Linked DNA regions of Mus musculus: regions 1, 2, 4, 5, 6 and 7 are each linked to region 3. A link is a contact called in public ChIA-PET, Hi-C, HiChIP or PLAC-seq, Micro-C and promoter capture Hi-C data. All regions are on one chromosome and are shown on one strand. The core of a region is the stretch at or near the end of the contact, and the rest is flanking DNA. Distances in the headings are between cores, read along the strand shown. Region 1 has its middle 27 kb from the start of Pgap1. Region 2 overlaps Ankrd44 (ankyrin repeat domain 44). Region 3 holds the start of Sf3b1 (splicing factor 3b, subunit 1). Region 4 holds the start of Pgap1 (post-GPI attachment to proteins 1). Region 5 holds the start of Boll (boule homolog, RNA binding protein). Region 6 overlaps Ankrd44 (ankyrin repeat domain 44). Region 7 has its middle 54 kb from the start of Pgap1.

The links. Promoter capture Hi-C pulls out the DNA fragments that hold promoters and counts their contacts. Hi-C and Micro-C count contacts between places; a contact is called where the count stands out from the background. ChIA-PET counts read pairs in DNA pulled down with a chosen protein or histone mark. HiChIP or PLAC-seq counts read pairs in DNA pulled down with a chosen protein or histone mark.
Region 1: a contact with region 3 is called in a Hi-C map of B cells, with 23 read pairs. The contact joins the enhancer-like site here to the promoter of Sf3b1 in region 3. A contact is called at or near these places in 1 of 39 promoter capture datasets (cranial neural crest), 1 of 484 Hi-C or Micro-C datasets (B cells) and 5 of 115 datasets of contacts at active chromatin or transcription factors (the 230-238 cell line, effector CD8 T cells, embryonic basal ganglia and 2 more).
Region 2: a contact with region 3 is called in an H3K27ac HiChIP or PLAC-seq map of acute myeloid leukemia, with 2.2 times the contacts expected there. The contact joins the enhancer-like site here to the promoter of Sf3b1 in region 3. A contact is called at or near these places in 2 of 39 promoter capture datasets (cranial neural crest and second pharyngeal arch cranial neural crest), 1 of 484 Hi-C or Micro-C datasets (bone marrow-derived macrophages), 7 of 115 datasets of contacts at active chromatin or transcription factors (CD8 T cells, acute myeloid leukemia, bone marrow-derived macrophages and 4 more) and 3 of 9 other capture datasets (adipose tissue, liver and pancreatic islet).
Region 4: a promoter capture Hi-C map of second pharyngeal arch cranial neural crest shows a contact between it and region 3. The contact joins the promoter of Pgap1 here to the promoter of Sf3b1 in region 3. A contact is called at or near these places in 7 of 39 promoter capture datasets (cranial neural crest, frontonasal cranial neural crest, hippocampal neurons and 4 more), 1 of 15 datasets of contacts at CTCF or cohesin (the NIH/3T3 cell line), 5 of 484 Hi-C or Micro-C datasets (bone marrow-derived macrophages, embryonic stem cells, nephron progenitors and 2 more), 13 of 115 datasets of contacts at active chromatin or transcription factors (astrocytes, bone marrow-derived macrophages, effector CD8 T cells and 9 more) and 4 of 9 other capture datasets (adipose tissue, liver, macrophages and 1 more).
Region 5: a Micro-C map of embryonic stem cells shows a contact between it and region 3, with 4 times the contacts expected there. The contact joins the promoter of Boll here to the promoter of Sf3b1 in region 3. A contact is called at or near these places in 2 of 39 promoter capture datasets (embryonic stem cells and neural stem cells), 1 of 484 Hi-C or Micro-C datasets (embryonic stem cells) and 1 of 9 other capture datasets (liver).
Region 6: an RNA polymerase II ChIA-PET map of effector CD8 T cells shows a contact between it and region 3, with 52 read pairs. The contact joins the enhancer-like site here to the promoter of Sf3b1 in region 3. A contact is called at or near these places in 6 of 39 promoter capture datasets (the C10 cell line, cranial neural crest, frontonasal cranial neural crest and 3 more), 1 of 15 datasets of contacts at CTCF or cohesin (large pre-B cells), 2 of 484 Hi-C or Micro-C datasets (CD8 T cells and bone marrow-derived macrophages), 25 of 115 datasets of contacts at active chromatin or transcription factors (CD4 T cells, CD8 T cells, the HPC-7 cell line and 19 more) and 5 of 9 other capture datasets (adipose tissue, embryonic stem cells, liver and 2 more).
Region 7: a contact with region 3 is called in an HNF4G HiChIP or PLAC-seq map of pancreatic cancer cells. The contact joins the enhancer-like site here to the promoter of Sf3b1 in region 3. A contact is called at or near these places in 2 of 39 promoter capture datasets (cranial neural crest and embryonic stem cells) and 3 of 115 datasets of contacts at active chromatin or transcription factors (bone marrow-derived macrophages, large pre-B cells and pancreatic cancer cells).

The regions. Positions count from the first base shown.
Region 1 is chr1:54,583,268-54,586,731 of GRCm38.p6, forward strand. No RefSeq gene overlaps it. Among named protein-coding and RNA genes, the nearest start is that of Pgap1, 27 kb to the left of the region's middle. Within about 2 kb of position 1,969, at least 146 of the 459 cell types and tissues checked have an H3K27ac peak or open chromatin away from gene starts, as enhancers often do. A contact at or near this core is called in the 230-238 cell line, B cells, effector CD8 T cells and 1 more, where this site is marked.
Region 2 is chr1:54,708,954-54,712,270 of GRCm38.p6, forward strand. All of the region lies in intron 16 of Ankrd44 (ankyrin repeat domain 44), which reads right to left. The region is part of intron 1 of 4930444A19Rik (a long non-coding RNA gene); the gene reads left to right. Among named protein-coding and RNA genes, the nearest start is that of 4930444A19Rik, 29 kb to the left of the region's middle. Within about 2 kb of position 1,783, at least 12 of the 459 cell types and tissues checked have an H3K27ac peak or open chromatin away from gene starts, as enhancers often do. A contact at or near this core is called in acute myeloid leukemia, where this site is marked.
Region 3 is chr1:55,025,665-55,028,842 of GRCm38.p6, forward strand. It overlaps Sf3b1 (splicing factor 3b, subunit 1), which reads right to left and starts at 1,814. Exons shown (of 25, transcript NM_031179.2): 1 at 1,675-1,814. The coding sequence starts at 1,702.
Region 4 is chr1:54,556,186-54,559,341 of GRCm38.p6, forward strand. It overlaps Pgap1 (post-GPI attachment to proteins 1), which reads right to left and starts at 1,499. Exons shown (of 27, transcript NM_001163314.2): 1 at 1,249-1,499. The coding sequence starts at 1,395.
Region 5 is chr1:55,361,701-55,365,041 of GRCm38.p6, forward strand. Boll (boule homolog, RNA binding protein) reads right to left here and starts at 2,053. Exons shown (of 11, transcript NM_001368767.1): 1 at 1,599-2,053. The coding sequence starts at 1,619.
Region 6 is chr1:54,659,005-54,662,255 of GRCm38.p6, forward strand. It overlaps Ankrd44 (ankyrin repeat domain 44), which reads right to left. Exons shown (of 28, transcript NM_001081433.3): 21 at 1,997-2,213; 22 at 1-2. Among named protein-coding and RNA genes, the nearest start is that of 4930444A19Rik, 21 kb to the right of the region's middle. Within about 2 kb of position 1,862, at least 28 of the 459 cell types and tissues checked have an H3K27ac peak or open chromatin away from gene starts, as enhancers often do. A contact at or near this core is called in CD8 T cells, effector CD8 T cells, memory CD8 T cells and 1 more, where this site is marked.
Region 7 is chr1:54,610,417-54,613,860 of GRCm38.p6, forward strand. No RefSeq gene overlaps it. Among named protein-coding and RNA genes, the nearest start is that of Pgap1, 54 kb to the left of the region's middle. Within about 2 kb of position 1,670, at least 15 of the 459 cell types and tissues checked have an H3K27ac peak or open chromatin away from gene starts, as enhancers often do. A contact at or near this core is called in pancreatic cancer cells, where this site is marked.

The sequences.
Region 1 (3,464 bases), core at 719-3,218, 440 kb before region 3:
CCCAATTCCCACTTCAGCGTGCACCCAAAAAATCATGAAGGACCATCTCTTGATGTAATTACATGAGAACGTTTAATGACGGAGCTCCAGACCAACATGCATCCCACACAGGAGATAACGGATGTCGACCACGAGGCTCAAAAGCTAGGGGTTTTTATAGGGTAAGGGGCTTAGGGGTGTGGAATTCAGCATAGCAACACACTATTGGCTTATTCAAACATTAACAGAAAGATTACAGGGCATCAGGACTTTGTTCCTGTGGGCTGGGGGCTTATCTTTGTTCACATAGCAACCAGTTGATGTATGACTTTACCCAGGTCAAGGGGCAGTAGACAGAGGGGAGGTTCCGGCCAGGTGGTGTTGACCCAGACAAGATAGCCCTGTTTGTACAATCAAGCTGTTCTTAGGAATGTCTTGACAACAGCCCTGTCTGTTCTGCTTTGTTCTTGGCCCCAGGTCGGGGGCTCATAGACAACTCTTTTACATGAATCACAAGATACAAAATCTCATTTTCTTTCACCCCCACAGTTACCTGGCAACAGCCAGGTATGCTCCTCCCCCAATGGCCTGGCCCACTATAAAAGGGCCTGCTTGCCCCCTCTTCTCTCTCTTACTCTTACTCTTGCCTCTCTCTCTGGCCTCTTGTCCTCTTGCTCTCCCTCTCTCCCTCTCTCCCTCTCTCCCCCTTCTCTTCTCCCCTCCATGTGGTCATGGCTGGCCTCTACCTCTCTTCTCTTCTCTTCTCTTCTCTTCTCTTCTCTTCTCTTCTCTTCTCTTCTCTTCTCTTCTCTTCTCTTCTTCTCTTCTCTTCTCTTCTCTTCTCTTCTCTTCCCCCCCCCCTCTCTCTCTCCCTTTTTCTGCCTCTACTATCCTCTTAACTTCCCTCCCCATGCCCTTAATAAACTCTATTCTATACTATACCATCATGTGGCTGGTCCCTCAGGGGTAAGGAATGCCTCAGCATGGGCCCACTGAGACATCCCCTTTCCCCACACCTCACCACACCTAGCTAGAACATATCCTTATATCTCTTTCTTTCTTTCTCTCTCTTTCTTTCTTTCTTTCTTCCTTCCTTCCTTCCTTCCTTCCTTTCTTTCTTTCTTTCTTTCTTTCTTTCTTTCTTTCTTTCTTTCTTTCTTTCTTTCTTTCTTTTATAATCACAACAATTTTGAACTCAACACACCAAAGGCCCAAAGCAGCTGTCTTGAGCATTTCAGTTTGGTGGCTGTTTGTACAGCTAGCTGTGTGACTGGTTTTTCTTTCTGCTACTGAAAGGCCTGCTTCAGAACTTAGAGCTGCCATTGTGCATCTGAAAGCTTCGTGGCTCAATCCCTGCCTGCTGCCAAAGTTCTGTTTGAAAGCCTCCTAGAAGTAAAATTCTTAGAGATTCATATTGTGGCACATTGCAAAAGGCAACACTTAAAGAAGGTGTGCACCCAGGTCACTGGCTCTGCTCTTAAGATCCTGAATTCAATGAGTCACACACACACACACACACACACACACACACACACACACACAACAAGCTCCAACAGCTCCCTTCTGGAGGCTCTGTATGACTAATAACCATTTGTCCCTAGAGGAGAGGAGCTAGCCTGATTTTTCAATCTGTTATTTCTTTTTCTGCATCTTGTGGGTGGATCACATGATAGAGACTTTAGGCAAGCAGGTATGTACAGGTAGGTGGCCGTATCTGCTAGCTCTGTTCCAGGAGTTCCAACAGCTGTGCTTATTCTGATGACTAGCTAGAAGAACAGGGGTGGATCCCTCCCTCCTTTCTTGTTCACAAAATCAGTGCTGAGATGAATCCCTTTAAACAGTGAAGAGAACAGCAGGTGTTGTATCCTGAAGAGGTAACAAGTTGTCTCAGCTGAGGAAAGAAAAGCTAAGAGGAGCAGACCTCAACAGTTAGAGACACCGTGTCTGAAAGGAAGAAAAGAAAGAAGTTAAGCCTAAAGAACAAAGCAAAAATAAGTGCAGAGCCACAGGACCTGGGGGGCTGGCCTAGTGCTGATAGGGAAGTGGGCTAGACACACCTCAAAGGCTCCCTGCACCAGCCTGTTACTCTTCCTCACCAATATCTCCTTTTCTAATCTAAGTTCCCCAAGTTGACCACAGTTGGGAGGTCTAAAAGTATTACAAAAGTATTTTACATTACAACAGCCCAAGGACAGAAGGAAGAAGTGGCCCAAGTGAGCAGGCTGTGTTTTTCCACGTGAATTTATTCTGAGTGGGGTGAACGCCCAGGAGAGGCAGGCACCTGAACGTTCACATCGACGCACGCACACACAGGAAGGAAATTCTGACCCGTTCTACATGCTTGATCCCTAATGAGATGCAAAGTGGAAAAAACCCAGAAAGGACAAACACTTCCTGTTGAGGTACACAGGGTGGTTGTATTTATGAGACAAAAAAGCATTGTGTCCAAGCAACGAAGAGCTGTAAAATTAACATATGAAAGAAGCCAGTTGCTAAGAAAGACTGGAGGCCCTTCCCCACCTGGGCGCTGCTGCTGCTGCATGTTGTTGTTGTTGTTCTCCTCATCCTCCTTTTTTTTCTTTTCTCTTCCTTTTTATTGATTCCCTGGGAACCCACACATCTTGTACTCTAATCCCATTCATTTCCTTATCCCTTTGTATCTGCCCTCCACTCTTGCAACCTCACCCCACCAATCAATAAGCAGGGGAGAGAGAGAGAGAGAGAGAGAGAGAGAGAGAGAGAGAGAGAGAGAGAGAGAGAGAGAGAGAGAGAGAGAATGAATCATGGAAGCTGTAGTGTATCACATCTTTACTGGCAAATGTTCATTGCAGTGAGTCGCTGGGCTTCTTGCAGAAAGAAGCAGAACAAGCAGTAGAAAAATCCCAGTGAGACACAGACCTAGGAGAGGTGGCTACTATAAAGCTTCCTGAGCCTCCTGTGTGGATGCCTTTCTTCCACCTCACTACCCTCTCCCATTCTAGAGAGTCTTTCTCTATAAACCATTCCTATTTCTGTTTTCCTTAATAAACGTTATATAAAAAAACATTCCTTTCAACCTTTAAAACGTCAGCAGGGGACTCAGCTGCATTTCTATAGCAGTAGATTGTGATTCTGGGGGGCACTGGGGGGGAGGGAAAAGAGTTATTGCTTAACGGGTTCAGAGTTTCAGTTCTAGTTTCAGTTCTAGTGAGGAGAGATATACAGATGGAAGGCTGGGACCGTTGCACAACTGGGTATATATTAAATATCACTGACCTGTACACTAAAAACATGATAAAAGTGATGGAATTTTTGGTATAAATATTTTACCACAAGATTTTAAGCATGAGTGACGGCCTTGGGAAGATCATTTCTTTTTTTGTTTGTTTGTTTGTTTTTTGTTTTTCGAGACAGGGTTTCTCTGTATAGCCCTGGCTGCCCTGGAACTCACTCTGTAGACCAGGCTGACCTCGAACTCAGAAATCCGCCTGCCTCTGACTCCCAAG
Region 2 (3,317 bases), core at 533-3,032, 320 kb before region 3:
CATGTGCATGTAGAACAGTTGCTCTCTCCCTGTAGTACAGCATTACTAACTACAGTCACTGTGCTGTTGTAAATCAGCATTACTAACTAGAGTCACTGTGCTGTTGTAATACAGCATTACTAACTAGAGTCACTGTGCTGTTGTAATACAGCATTACTAACTACAGTCACTGTGCTGTTGTAATTCAGCATTACTAACTACAGTCACTGTGCTGTTGTAATTCAGCATTACTAACTACAGTCACTGGGCTGTTGTAATACAGCATTACTAACTACAGTCACTGGGCTGTTGTAATACAGCATTACTAACTACAGTCACTGGGCTGTTGTAATACAGCATTACTAACTACAGTCACTGTGCTGTTGTAATTCAGCATTACTAACTACAGTCACTGGGCTGTTGTAATTCAGCATTACTAACTACAGTCACTGGGCTGTTGTAATTCAGCATTACTAACTACAGTCACTGTGCTGTTGTAATACAGCATTACTAACTACAGTCACTGGGCTGTTGTAATTCAGCATTACTAACTACAGTCACTGGGCTGTTGTAATACAGCATTACTAACTACAGTCACTGTGCTGTTGTAATTCAGCATTACTAACTACAGTCACTGGGCTGTTGTAATACAGCATTACTAACTACAGTCACTGTGCTGTTGTAATTCAGCATTACTAACTACAGTCACTGGGATGTTGTAATTCAGCATTACTAATTACAGTCACTGTGCTGTTGTAATACAGCATTACTAACTACAGTCACTGTGCTGTTGTAATTCAGCATTACTAACTACAGTCACTGTGCTGTTGTAATTCAGCATTACTAACTACAGTCACTGGGCTGTTGAACAGATACTCAGAATCCTGCATAACTCTAACTGTGCAGTCACTGTGACAAGCAGGACTTCCTTAAAAAGCTGAATAATATTACATGGCAGTCTGTGTGTGTGTGTGTGTGTGTGTGTGTGTGTGTGTGTGTGTGTGTATGTATATGTATATATATGTATGTATATGTATATATGTATATATGGTTATATGTAGTTTTATATATTTTATAGAATATATATTTTACACACACACAAACACACACACACACACACACACACACACACACACACATACATATATAACTGTTTGCAAAACTTGGCTACCCTGAATAACAGTTCCATGAACACACAAATCTCTCAGAAATACTGATTTTATTTTCTTTGAATGTATACCCAGGAGAGGGATTGACACAATAGGAGAGTTCTATTCAACTTGCTTTCTCCTATTCAAAATAACCTAAGCTCCACTTAACAGCTAAGGCAAGATATGGGGCCTCACGGAAGTGAAGTAAATGCTTACAGACCTTGGAATTGGATATTTCTCCTCAGGTCAGGAAAAAAAAAAGCCATGAACTCATGAACTTTCAAGCTCAGCATCCCACCCCATCCTGACTCGCCAAGCTCCATAGACTCAGGTTAAGTTGTCATGTGTGTGGTGTTGTCATGTGTGTGGTGAGGGGTAGGGAGAGCAGTATTGGGACCAAACAGTGGCCCTGCAGGAGGTAGTTTAGTGTAAATTCTACACATTGGCACAGATATTGGCAGCCTCTGCCCTGCCATGGGTTAGCAGTGCAAGGAACGAGTTTTTCTGGACATCTATGACCAAAGAACTTTTGAAATGCAGATGGTAACTGAACATACTGCCACCAGAAAGCATGGAAAGGGAGGAAGGAAATAGCAGCCATGTTGTGCTTGGGGAAAAAAATGTATAGACCACATGGCAGCATGCCAAAGCTCTTTGGCAGGAGCTGGATCAGAGGCAAGCAGAACAAAAATGGAAGGGGTGGAGCCAGATAAAGAGCCAGGGGTAGCTATTACAATTCTATTTTTATCCTGTGAAGAACTTAAGAGATGTGGACACTATTTTGAACCAATATTTATGTAGAATGGTTTTATCTTTCAAACTAGTTCCTGATTTCTTTGAAAGTTATGCCCATGAGTAACCTGTGTCAACCACAGATCTCAATACATTCCTCTAAGTCATCTCCATCTTTTGGAAAGTGGAAAGCAGCTACTATAAGGTGGCTAACATAAAAGAAACCACACCTTAGAAGAAGCTCAATTTTCATCAACTATAGAAAAAAAAAAAAAAAGACAGTGGTAAGGGCCTCTCTGTCTGTCTAGAGGACAAGCTTCCTGGACCAGGGGCCAGTGTATTCTGATGGCATAGGAGAGGGCCTTGAGTAAGAGGGGTCCACTGAGGTCACCACATCAGAATCCATCAACTTGAACTTGCTTCCTTTGGGTCCCATTCCATAGTGAGGAAGGAGACTTCTTAATCATCTAACTGGCTCCACCTGCCAGAGCAGATGAGCATGAGTCCCCAGACTTTTCACTGCAAGTTTATAAAGGATGCTCTTATAAGATGTTGATGATTTATAATGAAGACTAACACAATTTAAAAATGTATAAAAGCTGAAAGTACACCCTGACCTCCAACTTCACTGAAGGCTGGTTCTAAGTATAGTCAGTCCCCATTACACAGGAAATCTTGATCAAACATCATTATAATTACTGTATTCCTTCACTGAAGAGTGAATGATACTTGATGTGCTCCTATGACATGATTTCTTTGTTCTATATCAATGAGAGCAAGAGAAGAATGTACAAACTTTAAAAGGGAGGGATCTTAAATAATATGTTGAGTGTGAAATACATTGTTGTTCAAATGTGAAAGGTCCTCACCGGCCCATGGATTTGTACACTTGGTTCCAACTGATAGCACTGTTTTTAGAATGTTGTGTAACTTTCCAGGGCTATTCAGTTGATGGTCTGTGGTTTGTGAGAGAATACATGCATTTGATTTGCATGACGCTGCAACATGATGTTGTCATCTACAAAGTTCATGGTTAAAAAACGTGCATTCAAGTTACTCCATTCCAAGAATCAAATGTTTTTAAGATTATGATTTTGTGTTGGGATGGGTTGATAGTTATCCTGGGCCACATACAGCCTTGTAGGCTCTTGGTTGGATATCCTGAGGAATGAAGCCTCCCTGAAGGGACTGGGTCACATCTTATGGTTTTATAACCCAATCCTACTCCTAGTCCATTTTGTGACATTGACACAATGTGATAAGTCATTCCTTTTCCTGGGGCCATCCCTTTCTTACCACAATGAACTATATCCCTTCTCAAATCATGAACCCAAATAAAACCTTTCTTTCTTACATTGCCTTTGTCAAGATTTTGACAGAGCTATGAGAAAAGTAACAAATACACTCAAGCAGGCCACTATCCTTGAATGGTTTCTATCCTTCCTGGGATGTTTT
Region 3 (3,178 bases), core at 564-3,063:
ATTATTTTACAAACAATATCTGAAGTAGTCTAAAGATAAATAATGAGGCCAAAAACATTTCTGGCTTTAAAAAGTGTTGGGCTAGGGGCTGGACTGCTCTTCCAGAGGTCCTCAGTTCAATTCAATTACAGATGGCTCACAACCATCTGTAATAGGATCTGACGCCCTCTTCTGGTGTGTCTGAAGACAGTGACAGAGTGTATTCACATAAATCTTTTTTTTTAAAAAAAGTGTTGGGCTAACCAGGCACAGGCCTTTTACCCAGCACTTGGGAAGCAGAGGCAGGAGGATGAGTTTCTTTGAAGTGGGACCCAGTCTCCTCTATTCAGGAAGTTTCAGGGCAACCGGAATTACATAGTAAGACTATCTCAAAAAAGAAAACAAAAACATGTGTTGTACTTTCATGTTTAAAGACAAAAGACTAGTTAATGCAGGGACATTTCTGGCTTTCAAAAGTGTTAGTATTTTCAGTTCCTCAAATGTCCCAGCTATTGGTCCTAAACCATCTCTTTAGATTCGCATCGGAATTCCCTCCTTACACCCTCCTCTATCCTACCACAGCGACACTCACTGCATGGTACAAGATGTTCCCTCCGGCTCAGACATCCTCCCCTAATTTAAAACTGATTGATCCTTTTTTATCAGCGCCGCGTCACCACCTCCCAAAAATAACTAAGCATAAATTAATGGCTCCGTTACCCAGCTTCTCAGAAAGTACTGGCTTTACTTCTCTGTACACATTCCTTTGATTTTCTAAGAGAATATTCACACATCTGCTTCCACATCAAACTGTCAAATTTCTGACATCCTTAGCTTGTTACCTCTCTCTAACACCGAGACACACACTTAGAAAGGACGGGTTTAGTGACTTAGTGTCAGCGTAAATTTTGGCTTCTTAACCGGGAGCCAAGAAACAGGGATTCTGTCTCTCAGACTCAAATTCCTTCCCGTCTTCTCTGGTTACTTTCCTTATGGAATCTGGTTGCTTCTCAACATGTTTCTAGCTCTGTTTACTCTTGTGCAGCATAAAATAAGCGACTACCCAGAAAACTTTGGCAACTGGTCAAATCTGCCTTTCCTTCTCTCTTCCTCCTGATTCTCCAACACCTAGCTCTCAAAGGGAAAAAGATAGAACACCAGGACACAAGTGATTAAAGGAGTAAACTACCAGATTTTCTGCCGGAATCATTTAGTGCAAGCACCACAACACGATCCAGCCGCCTTGGAGATGCCTGTATCGCGAAGGCTGGGATTGGCAGGCCTGCGCTGAAGCGGCCTCCGTTAGGAGCGGCCCGAAAGCGGCTGCCGTCATTCAGGGCTTTCCAGGTACGAACTGCCGACGATAGCGCCCGGGGGGCGAGAAAGTCGGCCTCCCACGTCCGCCTCCCCGCTCCCTCCCCGGGAGTCCCCCGGGGCAAGCCGCTCGAGCGAGGCTCTCCGGTCAGAACAAGAGAACTCGGAAGCACCAACAGCCAGCGCGGAACAAAGCGCCGGTCCCGGAGTGCGAGAGGACGCCATTACGCGGGCAGCGGCCTGCGCCGACGAGCCGAGCAGGCCTCGCCGCGCGGCCTCGGTCGAGACCAGAGATGCCACGCGAAGACGCAGAAAGCCAGGAGAGAGGGCCGCGGCTGGCTGGCTGCCGAGGTCGCGCGTGGGAAGGGAAAGGCCGCTTACCTTCGTGAGTCTTGGCGATCTTCGCCATTTTGTCCACTCGAACACACAGACGGAACTGGCGCTCCCAAGGACTTCCGCTCGCCGCCGCCAGAAACAGAGGCCGCTCTCTGAGCGTGCGCACCCGGGAGCGCGCGCCGCACTGTAGCACGTACTTCAACTGCCACCTATATGAGACTGCGAGGGGCATTATGGGAGTGGGCGGGGCCAGGGCGGGCTCCCGGCGGCTTCCTTAAAAAGCCAGCGAAACCGCGGGGAAGACTAAACGCGGAAGAGGATGGCTACTTCCCAAGAGGGCTGTAGCCTGTCCGGCCAGTGGTGGGTAACGTGCCGTTAATTCAAGCACTCGGAAGAGAAGAGGCAGTTCGAGGCCAGCCTGGTCTACAAAGAGAGTTCCCGAAGCCAGGGCTGTACAGACAAAGCCTGTCTTTAATAAAACCAAAGGAGCCTGGCAGTGGTGGCGCACCCCTTTAATCCCAGCACTTGGGAGGCAGCGGCAGGCAGATTCTGAGTTCGAGGCCAGCCTGGTCTACAGAGTGAGTTCCAGAACAGCCAAGGCTACACAGAGAAACCCTGTCTCGAAAAAAACAAAAATAAAAAGTAGAGAGAGAGAGAGATTAAATTACACAAAATAGAATTTAGCCAAAGGAACACTGCCTCCAAGACACCCAAAAAATAAACAGTATGCTAGCCAGGCCTGTTAGAAATAAAGTTTATGATGCCTAAGATGTTAATGTTGGTTCACCAGTATTGACCAGCCATTAGATACGGTAGAATACTTCTCTTAACAGGCAGCTCAAGGGAATAGTATAGGGTCACAAGCAATGTTAAGTCCTGATCTACAATAAAGCCCAGTTCTTTTCTTGAGAGAAACATAATTCTGCCAAATGGGTAAGATGACCCCAGGTAACAACTATTTGAAAAAGTACAACACTGGTGCACTTAAAATAATTCTGGCAATAACTGATGCCTAAATGACCAGGCAAATAGGAGTGACCTATTGACCAGATTTTCAGCCTTCTGTCTCTGTTTAAGTTGTACTAAATGTAACCCAGGGTTGGGACCTAAATTACAAATTTGAGGATAACCTCATATTTGGAGAAAATAAGCCTAAGGTGTCTCTAAGTTATCAAAATGTATTCAAGGCTGGCCCTACCGAGCATTAGCCAGAGCCAGCTGTGCCAGACCTTTTTCCTTTATTATCCTCCAAATGTGCAGGATGCTTTCTCACTGGGAAGGCTTATCATTTCTATAACAGATTCAAAGGAGCATTTGCTGCATTTGTGGTAATTGTAGAAGCTAAATACTTCCTGGAGTTCCAGAGTAATGATAAACATCACTAAAAGATCACCCAGAATTGTCTTGTGAATCCTCTTTTATAAAAATAAGATTTTTTCATGCTGGGCGTGGTGGCGCACGCCTTTAATCCCAGCACTCAGGAGGCAGAGGCAGGCGGATTTCTGAGTTCAAGGCCAGCCTGTTCTACAAAGTGAGTTCCACAGGGCTA
Region 4 (3,156 bases), core at 249-2,748, 470 kb before region 3:
TCAGTTTTTAAAAAAACCCTAAAGTTCTTATTTTTAACTATTAAGATTCTAATGAACATAAGCCAACATCATATCAGTTCATTAGCTTTGGAATTAACACTAACTTGTTAAAAATCTCCAAAAGCATCTGAAATGCAGTGTTCACTTTCCCTCATAACCACTGATGCAAAATCAAGGTAGGAACTCATCTACTAGAAAATATCCATGGGAAAGGATGCTTGCTCCTCAGCAACTTAAACTTCAGTTTTTAAATGTAAATAAGAGAGCATCAAACAGGCTCCCTCTATAAGGACCTGTACACAGACTCAATCCTGATTTTCATTCTTTATCGACAGAAAAAAAAATCTGCTATGATCCTAAAAGTATACTAAGAATGCACCTTATCAAAATGTATTATGCATATTTTATAGGAGTTATTATAATAGATATTCCAAAATTTAGATTCATTTAGAAATCTCAAGAAAAATATCACCAAAGGGAATTTCTCCTGACAGCTGTGTAATTTGTTATCATCTCTTTCTACTGCTGGTCATGAATGAAATTTTAGATTCTACTACGCGGAACAAATGAAGCAATTAATGAAAGCATTCAAATTAGAACAGAGGAGGTGGGGGGGGGCGATGAAAGAGGAGGCAGATCCTGTTAAACCCAGTGAGAAGACAAAATAACACCAGAATGTACATGCAACCGATTATAACAGATATCGTAATCGATTATGCAGGTCACTGACTGTTCAGAGGCATGCGAAAACACAGGTACGCACACTCACACACCCACGGACTCAAAACCTACAGAACAGGTGGATCGGCAAAATTCTCCACCGGAGGAAAACTAGATAGTTTTCAGTTTAATTATTAATCAGGCCAGTCTGTCACTTCACCCAGAGGTAAAACCTCAGAGCCTCTTTTTTAAATCAGCTTTGGCAACTCTGCAAGACGCTGCTTCTTTCCAGAAAAGCGAAATCTGACGCACGCCCATCACTGGGCGCGAAGAGAAATCATCTCCTTGCAAGCAAAGGAGGGTCCGGGAAGTATAAGGATTGGGGAGAGGGACCAGAGCTGGCTCTCTGGCGGTCAGAAGTCGGGGTCCGGAGTCTGGGTGGGGGACGAGGGGTCGCGGAGGCGAGGATGCCCTGCCCAGCACGAAGCAGGAGACTTCGAGTGCCAGGAGAGCTCCGAGTCGGAGCGTTCCATCTGAGCCCGAGAGAAGCCCGGGAGGTGTGGGCGCGCAGGTAAGGGAGGGCCGTACCTGGTACTCGGGGTACTCGAACATGTAGCTCATGCTGCACTTGTTTTCCTCGAAGCCGAAGAAGACATCCCACAGCCCCAGGGTCGCCAGAAACACCATGAAGACATAGAACGCCAGATTCCAGAGGTTGACTGAGTGGAGAAACATGGTGCAGACGAGCGCCTCTACACCAGGAGAAGCTCGGCAGCCTAGACAGAGCGAGGGAAAGACTCCGGTGCCAAGCCGTGCCCAGCTGAGCAGCGCGCGCCTGCGCGGAGCCCGCCAGCACCCCCTCCCCTTCGCCTGCCGCTCAGCGCGCCTGCGCAACTGCGAGCAGCCGGCCCGCGGTGCCGCCCACGGAGGAGGGGGCTGTGGGCGTTTGCAGCGTGAGCGAGATTGTGTGCCTAAAAAATGGAATGAGAAAGCGGAGTGGGCTGGGCTGGAGGGCATGGAGAGAAAAGGGAGGGGGCGAGAGGGGCGGGGGGACGGGGAGTGGAGGAAGAAAGGGAGAGGGGGATGGGAGCGCGGGATCCCAGAGGCAGGAGAGGGAATGGCCGGGTGGGTACCGCAGGAATTGGCCAGGGGCAAGGATAACGCCCTAGAGTCCAGAGACTGTTAGAGATTCAGAGCTAACTGGCCAAGAGAGGCGGCACATCAAAGGCGTGTCAGGTGGCTGTCACGCACACCTTCCCCTGCAACAGTTTCAAACCCCATCCTGTTCAATTTTGAACCATCTCGGGCCTCCGCAATTTCGCTTCAAGGACCAACTAGCTTGATTCCAGAAGAGACAAATGGCTTTCCCCCTTCCTCTTAGACCACCGACTTGGGCCCTGTAGGTAGTAACAACACCTGCTCATTGAAACAAAACACACGACAGTCAAAGGAAATCCTGTTCTTGGTGGAAGCCTTAATCAGACGAAGTCTAAAAAAAAAAAAAACAATATAAAAATACCTACCAACATGATGTTCCCAGTTGGTACCTGCAGGACCAGGTCGGCACTGACTTGAGGTGCTCTCCAAGTCCCCCATGTCTCTGGGGACTGGTTCCACAATGACGTTAGAAGAGAATTTTGCTCAAGCTTCCACTCTTTCTCATAACTTAGTTCATTTTGAAGAATTTCCATTTGTCTTTACACAAAGGAAGGGGTTTTAAAAAAGCAAATTAAACCCATTGATAATACTTGTAACAGCTTCGAAACGCTGAAATGTTATGAGGTGTCAGCCCTTAAAGCTAACCAGACAGCAGATGAGTTTTGTGTGTGTGTGTGTGTGTGTGTGTGTGTGTGCGTGTGTGTGTGCACGTGCGTGCGTGCTGCTAACTTCAGAATTTTACTTAGAATGATCTTTGGCACTGACTCAATTTTATTTTATTAGATTAATTTTCTAGCAAATATTTTGAGGAAAGCTGGATAGGATGCATGAAATCAAAGAATTTCAAGACCGAAAAGGAAGCTAATTGTTTATCTTATACAAAACCCTGCTATTCACATCAAGAAGCTACAATCCAAAGGTAAAAGGGTAACAATTTTTTTAACCCTAGACAGAAACACTTGGATATCTAAGCAAATACACCTAGCTACAAGATACGGACTATTTGTAAAGAGAGGACTGGGAAAATGGACTGGTGAGCTGCTTTGAGGTATGGAGGTAGATTTGGAAGGGCCAGGAAAGTCTGGGTAATACTGAGTAGCAGGGCAATAGTTAGCTAATAAGCATTTAAGGCATACCATGTATGTTTTGGATGTTGTGGTGTGCCCCTTGGTATAGGAGTTATTTGTCCTATGCTGTGATGATACCCTGGGACAAACAACTTAAGGAAAGGTTTGTTTTGGCTCACAATTCCAACATATCGTCCATTGTGGCAGGGTATTTATGGCAGCAGAGCCTGAGGCAGCAGGTCAGTTTTCAGCTGTAGACAGGAAGCAAAGA
Region 5 (3,341 bases), core at 803-3,302, 340 kb after region 3:
CTAGTATAGAATTTGTTAAATAATGATGTCTTCACAAAATTCTGTAAAAACAAAGGAGTTCAATGGAAGTACTAGTTTGTTTTCAAGTTTAAGTAAGAAGACTCCATTTTCCTGTGAGAGGTGGATGAAATCAGTCCCAAGTGAAGAGACCTCAAACACTGAGAAAATGATTTTAAAACAACCAAATCACTTCAGTCCCTGTTTTTAAGGCTCCAGTGTGGATGTTATGGCTTTCTTTCTTATTTTCTAAGATACCACATATATACCTGTAATATATTACTATGCTGTAATATTCATGAAGACAGGATGCTTGCCTATTTTTTTTTTAACTCACTGCGACATGCAAAACAGAAACATCGCATAGCAAGTGTTCAGTGCCTATCTATCTGTTGACTGTATAAACCAGGTTTCAGGAGAGACCTGCTTGGTACTTGGTCAACATTTGGGTAAGGACCGAAGTATCAGTAACATTCTAGAACCCATTTTATGGTTAGAGGCAACAAGGCTCTGACAGAGGTAACATCAAGTTCCTTCGAGGTTAGCACTGAATTTGAGGAGAGGGAACCTCCCACTGTCAACCATTTGAAAGCATGGAGCTAGGAGGCTGCCTGCTCCAGGATCCTTAGTCTGGACCCTCTGCTTCCCCGTAAAGCTCGACCACCAACGAGTTTCTTAAGATGCTCTTCCAAGGTAACATGGCCCTAGTGCCGTCTCCTCTGAGGCTTAACCTCGACCTCGAGATGGATCATCTTTGCAAAGACAAAGGAAGAGGTGGGCTAACCGTCGCAGTCACCGCCTCGGTGCTCCTTCCCCTCGGAGGCCAGCAGGCTGAGGCGATGGGGCAAATGGCCGGATTGACAACGTCCTCGGGTTCTCTCGGGTCATCGTGGACCGGGACACCGACACGAGGGTCTCCCCCCTCCCCACCAAAGTGCGGGAGGGAAAAGAAGGCCAGCCAGCGAGAAATTTTGTCAGGCAAACCCGCCAGCAGCGGTGGCGGGAACCCTCAACGGCACCTACCACGCGCTGGCCGCCTCGTGCAAGGCGGGGCCGCGGCCTTGCGTGGGCGCATGCTGATTGGCTGGCGGCCGGGCACGGGGCGGGGCGCGGCACGTTACCAGGCTGCACTGGGAGGGCGGGGGCGGTGGGGGCCCCTAGGCCCCAGCCGGGCCCAGGCCTGACAGGGCAGCGCGCGTAGCTCAGGCCTTCCCGGGCTCAGGCCTTGCCCCGGGTCGGGGCGTCGACGACGGCCGCGCAACTCGTGCCCGCGAGAACGTGTCCTGAAAAGGGCGAGCCGTCGAGGGCGCCGCCGTCCGGGCGGGAACACTTGAGGGCGGCCGCTCGCTAGGCATGTTTGGCCGATGGCCGTTTCCCCCGAGCTGCCCGTCCGCCCCACCGAGGGCCAGCGCCGCCTCCCCCACCCCCAGCGCCCCTTCTCACACAGCCCGAGGGGCCGCTCTCCTCAGCGGGGCTGCCCGCTGCCCTCCCGCGGCGCGTTCCTTCCCAACCCCACAGCAAGGCTTTCGACTCCAAAGTCCACTCTTTCCAGCCCGTCCGAAGCCGGGCCGCGCAGAGTCCGGCCGGCCCTCAGCACTCACCGCCCGGGACTCGGTCTCCATCTTTCTAATCTCCGGAGTTCGCGGGAAGCTCAAGTTGGAAGGCGCGTTCGCAGGAAGCGAGCCGGCGCGTCTCCCGTCGGGGACTCGCTCCCCCTGGCGGCGACGGCGGCGGCTGCAGTGGCGCAGTCTCCGAGCCGGGCGAGCTGCCCTGTGGGGGCGGGGGAGGCGGGCTGCGCGGCGGCGGTGGCGGTGGCGCTGTGCGCAAGTCCCGGGGCCGCCGGGGCGGCGGCACGGACGGCGCGCACCGCGACTGCCAGCGGCGGCAGGACGGACGGCTGGACGGACGGACGCGAGCACTGCGAGCGGAGGGGAACGCGCCGCGGAAGGCAAGAGCGGCGAGCCTTCCCTGCCCTGGAGGGCCGACCTCTAGGGTCTACTACAGAGAGTGGCCTCTGGGGACTTCCGAAAGCTGGCTCGAAGACAGGAAGACAAGTTCCCACGTGCAAACTCTGCTCCCCCTTCCGGGCGCCACACACAGAAGCAGCGGACGCCTCTGCTCTCAGCACCTGTCGCTGTCGCTGTCACTCATCCCTGCCAGGGAGGGCGGGGCAGCGCAGTTCAGGCCCCTGGTAGGCTAGCTGCCCTGCGCTCCTGGCTAATAATGCATATTTCATCTCAGCACTTGGGAGGCAGAGTAGGAGGATTTCTGAGTTCAGGGTCAGCTTGGTCTATATACCGAGTTCAAGGATAGTTAGTTTAAGGGCTACACAGTGAGACCTTGTCTCCCTCCCTCCCTCCCTCCCTCCCTCCCTCCCTCCCTCCCTCCCTCTCTCCCTCCCACCCCCACTCTCCCATAAAAGAACAAACAAGCAAATAAAATAAAAGTAGGAGAGAGCCTAAGGGAAGGGAACCAGCTTCATTAGACTTGGCCCCATAGCTTTGGGAACTCCGTTCAAAGACTCCTTTGCAAGGACTTTTTAAAAAGTGCCTGAGAGCCTACCTTCTCTCTTAAGTAGTATGTAATTTCTGTTAGATAAATTCATGTAATAAGGACTGTCATTATTATAAGCAACTATCCATCATACACATATCTTGTTTCCGGTGCAGTGCTTTATGGTCATTTCTACTGTAAATAGGTGGCTAAATACTTGGGTCAAAGTCTAAAGCTGTAGCTTTAACCCTAGCGCTCTGCAACCCCGATTCTTCATCTCAATGGGCTGGCTTTTAAGGGCTTTAAGCCATCAGATCAGTATCAGCAACTGTAAAAAGTTACATAACTTGTCCTCAGAGTAAGCAGCAACAATATTAATGTTAATATGTCCAAAGGTTAGTTATCAAGAATAAATATCCAAAAGCTTAGTTATTTACCAAAAATAAGATGGGAAACAATTTTTGTTAATTGTAGAAGCATCCTAGCAGTTGGAATACTTTTCTGCATACAATTTAAACTCATTTTCTCAGGTTTGAGTTTCTGTGGAAAAGGAATAATACACAGATGTGTATTCAGATTTAAGTACATATTCTAGAATTGATTTTTGGGCATTCTATCCCTCCAGTTGTAACTAAGGATTTGATTATTATTTGATTAGTGCTCTTTTCTTCTGAAGTCTTTTTCTTTCCTACTAGAATAGTTACTTTTGAAGGGAGCATCTTCTAAAAAGGCCACTTGTCACAGGAAATACTTGGTCTGACATAATGAACAAACTTGAGGGAACAGTGACTGTGTTAGGGAAGATAGCTACACTCCTCAGTTCAGCTCCTCTTTTACTTCTTATCCAAAAG
Region 6 (3,251 bases), core at 612-3,111, 370 kb before region 3:
ACCTGCAAGGAATAAACACATTTAGAGAGCTCACAAGAAAGAAACAAACTTTGGTCATGGTGGTTTGTTGTTTGTTTGTTGTTGTCTTGTTTGATTTGGTTTGGTTTTAATTCCCCATTAAGTGTTGAGTTCAATGTTTGTTCTCTGTAGAATAAAACAAAACGCTAAAATGTTATTAACTATGCTCACAGGTGTTCTGAGATATAATGAAGAAATCAAACAGTGAATGCCATATGGCCTGGTGGGGAGAGAGAAAGAAGCCGAACCCCAGGGAGAGGATGCAGTCTGTGTGACCAGCCTGTGTCTGCCCTCAGATTCAGCACCCTTCCACACCCTTTCCTTTCCTGTTGTGGTTTCTCCCTTGCCAGAGAGAGCTCACAAGTTGCAGGTTAAAATATTATTTTAGGTAAAAAATTTACAGCTGGCCAATGGTAGGATAAGAGCAAAAATAAGTTTTTATTAAGGCAGAACCAATGAATGCGAAGACTAATGAAAACACAGGTAGTTTTAACTCAATGTAATTGAGCACAGAAACTCTTCCCAGAAAACATAATCACAATTTCCAAACTAAAAATCCTAGTGGAACTGAAATGCAAATATAAAGTTGCAGAAGTAGAGTTAGAAATATTCATATGAGATATCCATTCTCTTAGGGGGTAAGAGGTCTTCGTAAGGCTGATTATGGAGATACCACAAAATAGATTCAACCACACAAAACTTCAAAACATTTGCATGGCAAAAGGCATTCAAAACAAGGAACAGAGACACTCCCAACACACAATACAGAAGAGCCACATAGCCAAGGCACCCTGCTCTTACAGATGCAAGGGAAGAGGTAAGCGGTTCACCATGAGAAAGCAGGCATGGGTGAAAGGCCACATTCAGAAAGGGAACTATAGCCAATAAATTATATTATGAGATGCAAACTTAACCAAGAAAAAGTTACCAAAAATAAAGAAATACAATCACACTGGGCTGGCAAAGTTGTAGCAAAAATACTTTTATCACATTAGGGCAACCTTTTGTACAAAATATTATTCCTTAAAATTCTAAAAACATGCCTTTTATTTAAAAAATTCACTTCTGGATATTTAATGAGATTTTCATGTTATAATATGAATATGCACTGCTACAGTGTTTATGGTAGGAAAGAAACCCTAAAATTAACCTAAAAGTCCATCAGAGGGGGATCGGGTTGAATAAGCAAGTTCTAAGGAATGTGCATGCACGTGAATGTATGTGTGTGAGTGTGCATGCAGGTGTGCATGTGTGTAGCTATCAGTATATTACTATTAAAACTATGTATTGTGCATATGGTATCTAAGGATAGCCTGCAGTAGGATTTTAAGGGAGCACTAAGAAAAAAGGAAGAAAACTATGGGATGAGACTTGTGGTATAATTCCACTTAAAGAATATGCATATTTTTTATTTATAATCTCAGAGGAAAAATTATGAGACATGCATACAATTAGCACACATTTCTCTTTTGTTCCAAATAACTGAGATAAAAAATTTGAATATTCCAAGTAGCACACACAACAAAGCAAATGTGGAATGTGGATATTAAAAAAAAATACCAAAATCTAAACTACACATCTACTAGCGTTTATGAGTGACTCTACTGTATGTGAACTATACTGTATGCTGTTTTGTTTTTACCGTCATTGTTTTAATACTTCATGTGGTTCCTGGTTATCTGGTGCAGATCAGAAACTCTGATTACAGTTGCTCAAGTCCATTGGCGACTCTGATGAGGTGTCACAGGAAGAGGGAAACAAACTAAACCTTACTCAGCATCATGACAGCCACAGGGGTGGGGATGAGGGATGTTTAAAACAACATAAGACAGACACCAGTGTCTGGGTGCAGACACCAGTAACCACAGCATACAGCAGTGTTCTCACCTCCACTGAGGTCACAGAGGTGCGAGGCTAGAAAGTCTAGTATATGACATTCTACTCAGATGACATTCGACTCAGATGACATTCGACTCACCATTGTAACACGCCCAGTGCAGTGGCGTGTATCCCTGGTTGTCTTTGAGACAGCAGTCTTCTTCAGAAAGGGCAATCTGGAGCAATTCATTCAGCCATGTGGCGTGGCCCCGAGCAGCCGCATAGTGCAAGGGTGTCCTCCCTCTGGAATCTTTACAGAGGATTGATGCTTCTTGTTCCAGCAGCATTTGCACACATTCCTCATGTCCTGTCATAATCTGGCATGTTGCAATTAAAATGCAAGACAAAGCTCAGTTGTCTGGGGATAGAATTGTTGAGAGTAGAAGGCTTCCCCCACCTGGCCTAAGAGGTAGGAGGCAGAACAACCCTAGCAAAAATCCTTACCAGAAAAGCCCAGGAGAAGTATTTTGGAGCTCTCTCTCCAAACATAACTACGGATGGTATCATGATACCTTAGAAAATACTAGCTTCAGAATCAAGGAGGAATATGTTAAATCCTGGTTGTCCACCCCTGTCAGACACAAGTGAGTCGGCCTTTCTCTGACTCAGTATACTCACTATGAGAAGGCAGAGAAACAATGACCTCAGAGGTTGCCCAGTACTAAAGAGACAACACACTTACATTGTGCAGCGGGCACGGGGATGCATTCTGGGAATATCTCAGAGAGTCTGTACACAATGCTAGAAAGCACAGCCTATTCCCCTCTTAGGCTGCCCAAGAGAGCTGTTAAGCCTAAGCTAACATGCACAACACATTACCCTAATGGACATCATGGGGTCACAAGGGTTTGTGTATCTAAACAGCAAAGGTGCAGTAAAAGTTACACAAGAAAGGAATCGTCTTCAGCTCCATTCTAACCGTATGAGATCACTGCTGTATGCACAGGCTATCACTGACAGACATATATATGTGATGTCCCCTAGACTGCTGCATGGCCCAAAAGAAGTGCAAAGAAACCAGAACTGTGATTATGTTGATAATCATGGAAAATACTTTTAGTCACCAGCTAGGGTGCTTACATCACTTCTACATAGCAATTTTATAATTTTTACCTTTGTCTAGTTAGCCTATTTTTTTTTGTCCTTCAAAAATTAAATCAGCAGATGTGTAAAAAGACTTGGCCACAGGACACATAGATTGTCATCGTTTGCTGCTCCAAGCAACAGATATAGTGTGAATGTTCAACACCACTGAATTCATTCTGGCAGCTGCACACATGAGTATTATAAATTCTGCATACAAAATTATACAGAAGAATATTTTACGCCACGGAGAACGGTCCTTTATCTATACT
Region 7 (3,444 bases), core at 420-2,919, 420 kb before region 3:
GTCTATGTGTGAGTGTGTGCATGCATGCTCATGTGTGTGTGAGTGTGTGTGTGTGTGTGAGTGTGTGTGTATGTGTGTGTGTGTGTGTGTGTGTGTGTGTGTGTGTAAGAGAGAGGGGGGTGGGGAGAGTCTGAGGAGTAAATGTATTCTCTCCCTCTCCCTTATGTAGTTTCAGGGATTGACTAGGCCATCAGGCTTCTGGGGCAAGCACCTTTACCTGCCGAGCTTTCTCACCACCTTGGACTTTTTGTTTTTCAAAACAGGGTTTCATTCTATAGCCCTTGCTGTCCTGGAACTCACTCTGTAGACCTCAAACTCACAAATATCTACCTGCCTCTGCCTCCTGAGTGCTGGGACTAAAGATGTATACCATTATGCCCTGCAAGATAGGAAATTTTTAAAATTAAAATAGTAAGCCTCAAAATGATGATACAAAATTAACCCATATACATAGTAATGCAACATACACACACACATATGCATATATATATGTATACACACACACACACACACACACACACACACACACACACACACATATATATATATATATATCTCCACATATAGTTACATTTACACACATTCTCACAAATATCTATCTTTCCTGTCAGTCAAGACACTCTGAACTATGCTATGCTCCAAAATTCTCTGCAATATCTATCTTTCCTGTCAGTCAAGACACTCTGAACTATGCTATGCTCCAAAATTCTCTGCTGCTTACAACCACAGAGTTTTTTCACCATCATATGTCCTGTTAATCCCTAGCCAGCACATGCCTGCAGGTCTCATGGCTACTCCAGGACCTATGTGGATAACCTGGACTCCATCTTAAGGCAAGATTCCATGCTTGTTGAATCGGATAAAGAACATGAGGACCTCTGAGATGTCTCTGAGTAGGTTCAGAAGGATGTTCGAGGCCACCAAGCAAAAACCATTACTGCATATCTCCTTTCTATATCTAAAACTGTTCACGAGAGAGGGAGAAAGTGGTTAGATGGCTCAGTGGTTAAGAGCAGTGGCTGGTCTTCAGGAGACCCAGGTTTGATTCCCATATGGTGGCTGACAACTGTCTCTAACTCTAGTGTCAGGGGCTGTGACACTCTTTTCTGGCCTATGCAGAAAATGTACATGTAAACACCCATACATACAAGAATAAAAGCAAGCAAATCTAAAACGGAAGAGAGAGAGTCATGGGAAAAAATAATTCATGCCACTCTTCTAGTGGTGTGGTGACAAGATTATAATATTTTTTACATTGGCTTTTCAGTAGTTCTCAATTTTATTTTGCTTATGTCTTTTTTTTTTAACTTTTAAAATAACTCTTTAAAATACTGTAGGACTGTAGTGATGAAGCTGCCCCTAGCATTCCCCCTTCCTACTCCCAGTTCCAGTTCCTACCCCAGAAGTAGCCACTGAGTAAAGTTTGCTGCAGTCTTTCAGGATTATTTTTATGTATGCAACCATCAGCATATTCATGAATATTCATAAACTCTTAAGAGAGAAAAATAAAAAGCAGCATATAAATTAATCAATATACATATGATTTTAATACAGTAATTTCTCATAAAGAATGCATAATTCATCCATAGCAGCTCACTGTGTTAGCAGTGTTCCTCTATCTCATTCACACTGTTCTTCTTCCTGTCTTTCAAGTTTTTCCGGCTTCTGCAGGGTGTAGTCATTGACCTTTCACTTCACAGCTGCGCATCATGTGTTCATGACTCGGGGGCCCTGGCTACATTAGCTACTTTTCTCCTTGCAGTGTCAACATGCGGGGCAAAAGAAATATAAGGAGGGAACTGTTTTCGGCTCACAGTTTGTAGGTACAGCCCATTATTATGGGTAAGCCACGATGCAGGCGCTAAGGCAGCTGGTCACGTCGCATACAGCCATGAAGGGAGCAGCGACAAATGCCGATGCTGATTTCTATTTATTCAGAACCCCATGGTATGGCGACACCAGATTTAAAGTGGGCCTACTCATCTCAATGAACTCACTGACATTTGGCTCCTTGGTAATTGTAGTTCCTGTTAAGTTGGCAATAAATATTAACGGTCATATTGGCCCTGTCTGGGAGCAAGGCCACGAGACTTTGACTTTCTTGAGGAGGTTCAATCTGCTCCGCCTCTTCACATTCCAGGTGTTTAAGGCGCCAGCCCAGCAGCTCAGCCTCTGGGTGTATGTAAGTGTGGGCTGACTTCAGGCTAAGGATGTGAAGTCTAAGCTCATTACTGAGAGAAGCCTGGAATAATGATTCTTGTGGTGGTCTGTGGGAGTCTATATGGTTTACAGAGCGGGTCAATATTGTTATCTTGATTAGAAAGTAATAAAGGAACCTGCTTATTTTACACCAGAAGTTTATAAGCAGAGTGTGCGAACAAATCAGAATATTGATTGCCAACAGGAGAAACTGGATGCGGTTTGTATGAGGTTCCCTGTGACCGTGGTGGTTTGTTTCTGGATCTACAGCTATTCTGAAAGTAACTTTTAAAAGCAATGCTTATTATATCCTGTTATTTATTCAAAGTTACAGTTTCCCCATCAAAGGTGAAGTCTCAAGACTCTACATAGGAAATTCAAATATCTAACCCTCTGGTAAACACATAGAAAGAGCAGAAATAACCAGAAGAGCGATTGATTGGAATGTTAGCATTCCTTCTAGGTTCCACCCCATGGTTACCTGGCAACAGCCAGGTATGCCTGACTCACTATAAAAGGGGCAACTTGCCCCCTCCTCTCTCTCTTGTTCTCTTGCTTTCTTGCTCTCTTCCCTCTCTGCCCCTTCTCTCCTCGTCCCCCGCCCCCTACATGTTCATAGCTGGCCTCCTCTCTCTCTCTCTCTCTCTCTCTCTCTCTCTCTCTCTCTCTCTCTCTCTCTCTCTCCCTTTCTGTCTCTACTACTCTCTCAATTCCCCTCCCCATGCCCTAAATAAACTATATTCCATACTATATCTGTCATATGGCTAGTACCTCAGCATGGGCCCGCAGAGGCATCCCCATCTTCTGCACCATTCTGCACCTATACCAAACATATCCCTGGCTTCCTTTTCTTTTTTGTAAAACACAACAAGAATACATAGCAATAGGTGGACATTCCTTCTGGGAGCTAGCCAAGTAGGAGAATTTAGATCTAGATGTTGAGCTTCTATAGCGTTTGTTATATCCAGGGACAACCAAAGGAGACACCAAGCGTGATTATAGCACCGTCTGGTACAGAACAGTCAGGATAACAAAGAGACATGGAGTGTGATTATAGTGCTGCCTCAGACACAACAGTCAGGGCAACAATCTTGGAACAGGCAGAATGACAGTTTTCAAAGTATGTTTCATAGCATGGGATTTGGTTTCAGGTGATAAAGTATTGCATTCAAATAAAGTTTGAGAAACACCTGAACGAATCAAAGCACTACTTCCTTGCAGACATTGGCAGAACCTTCGGCTTCT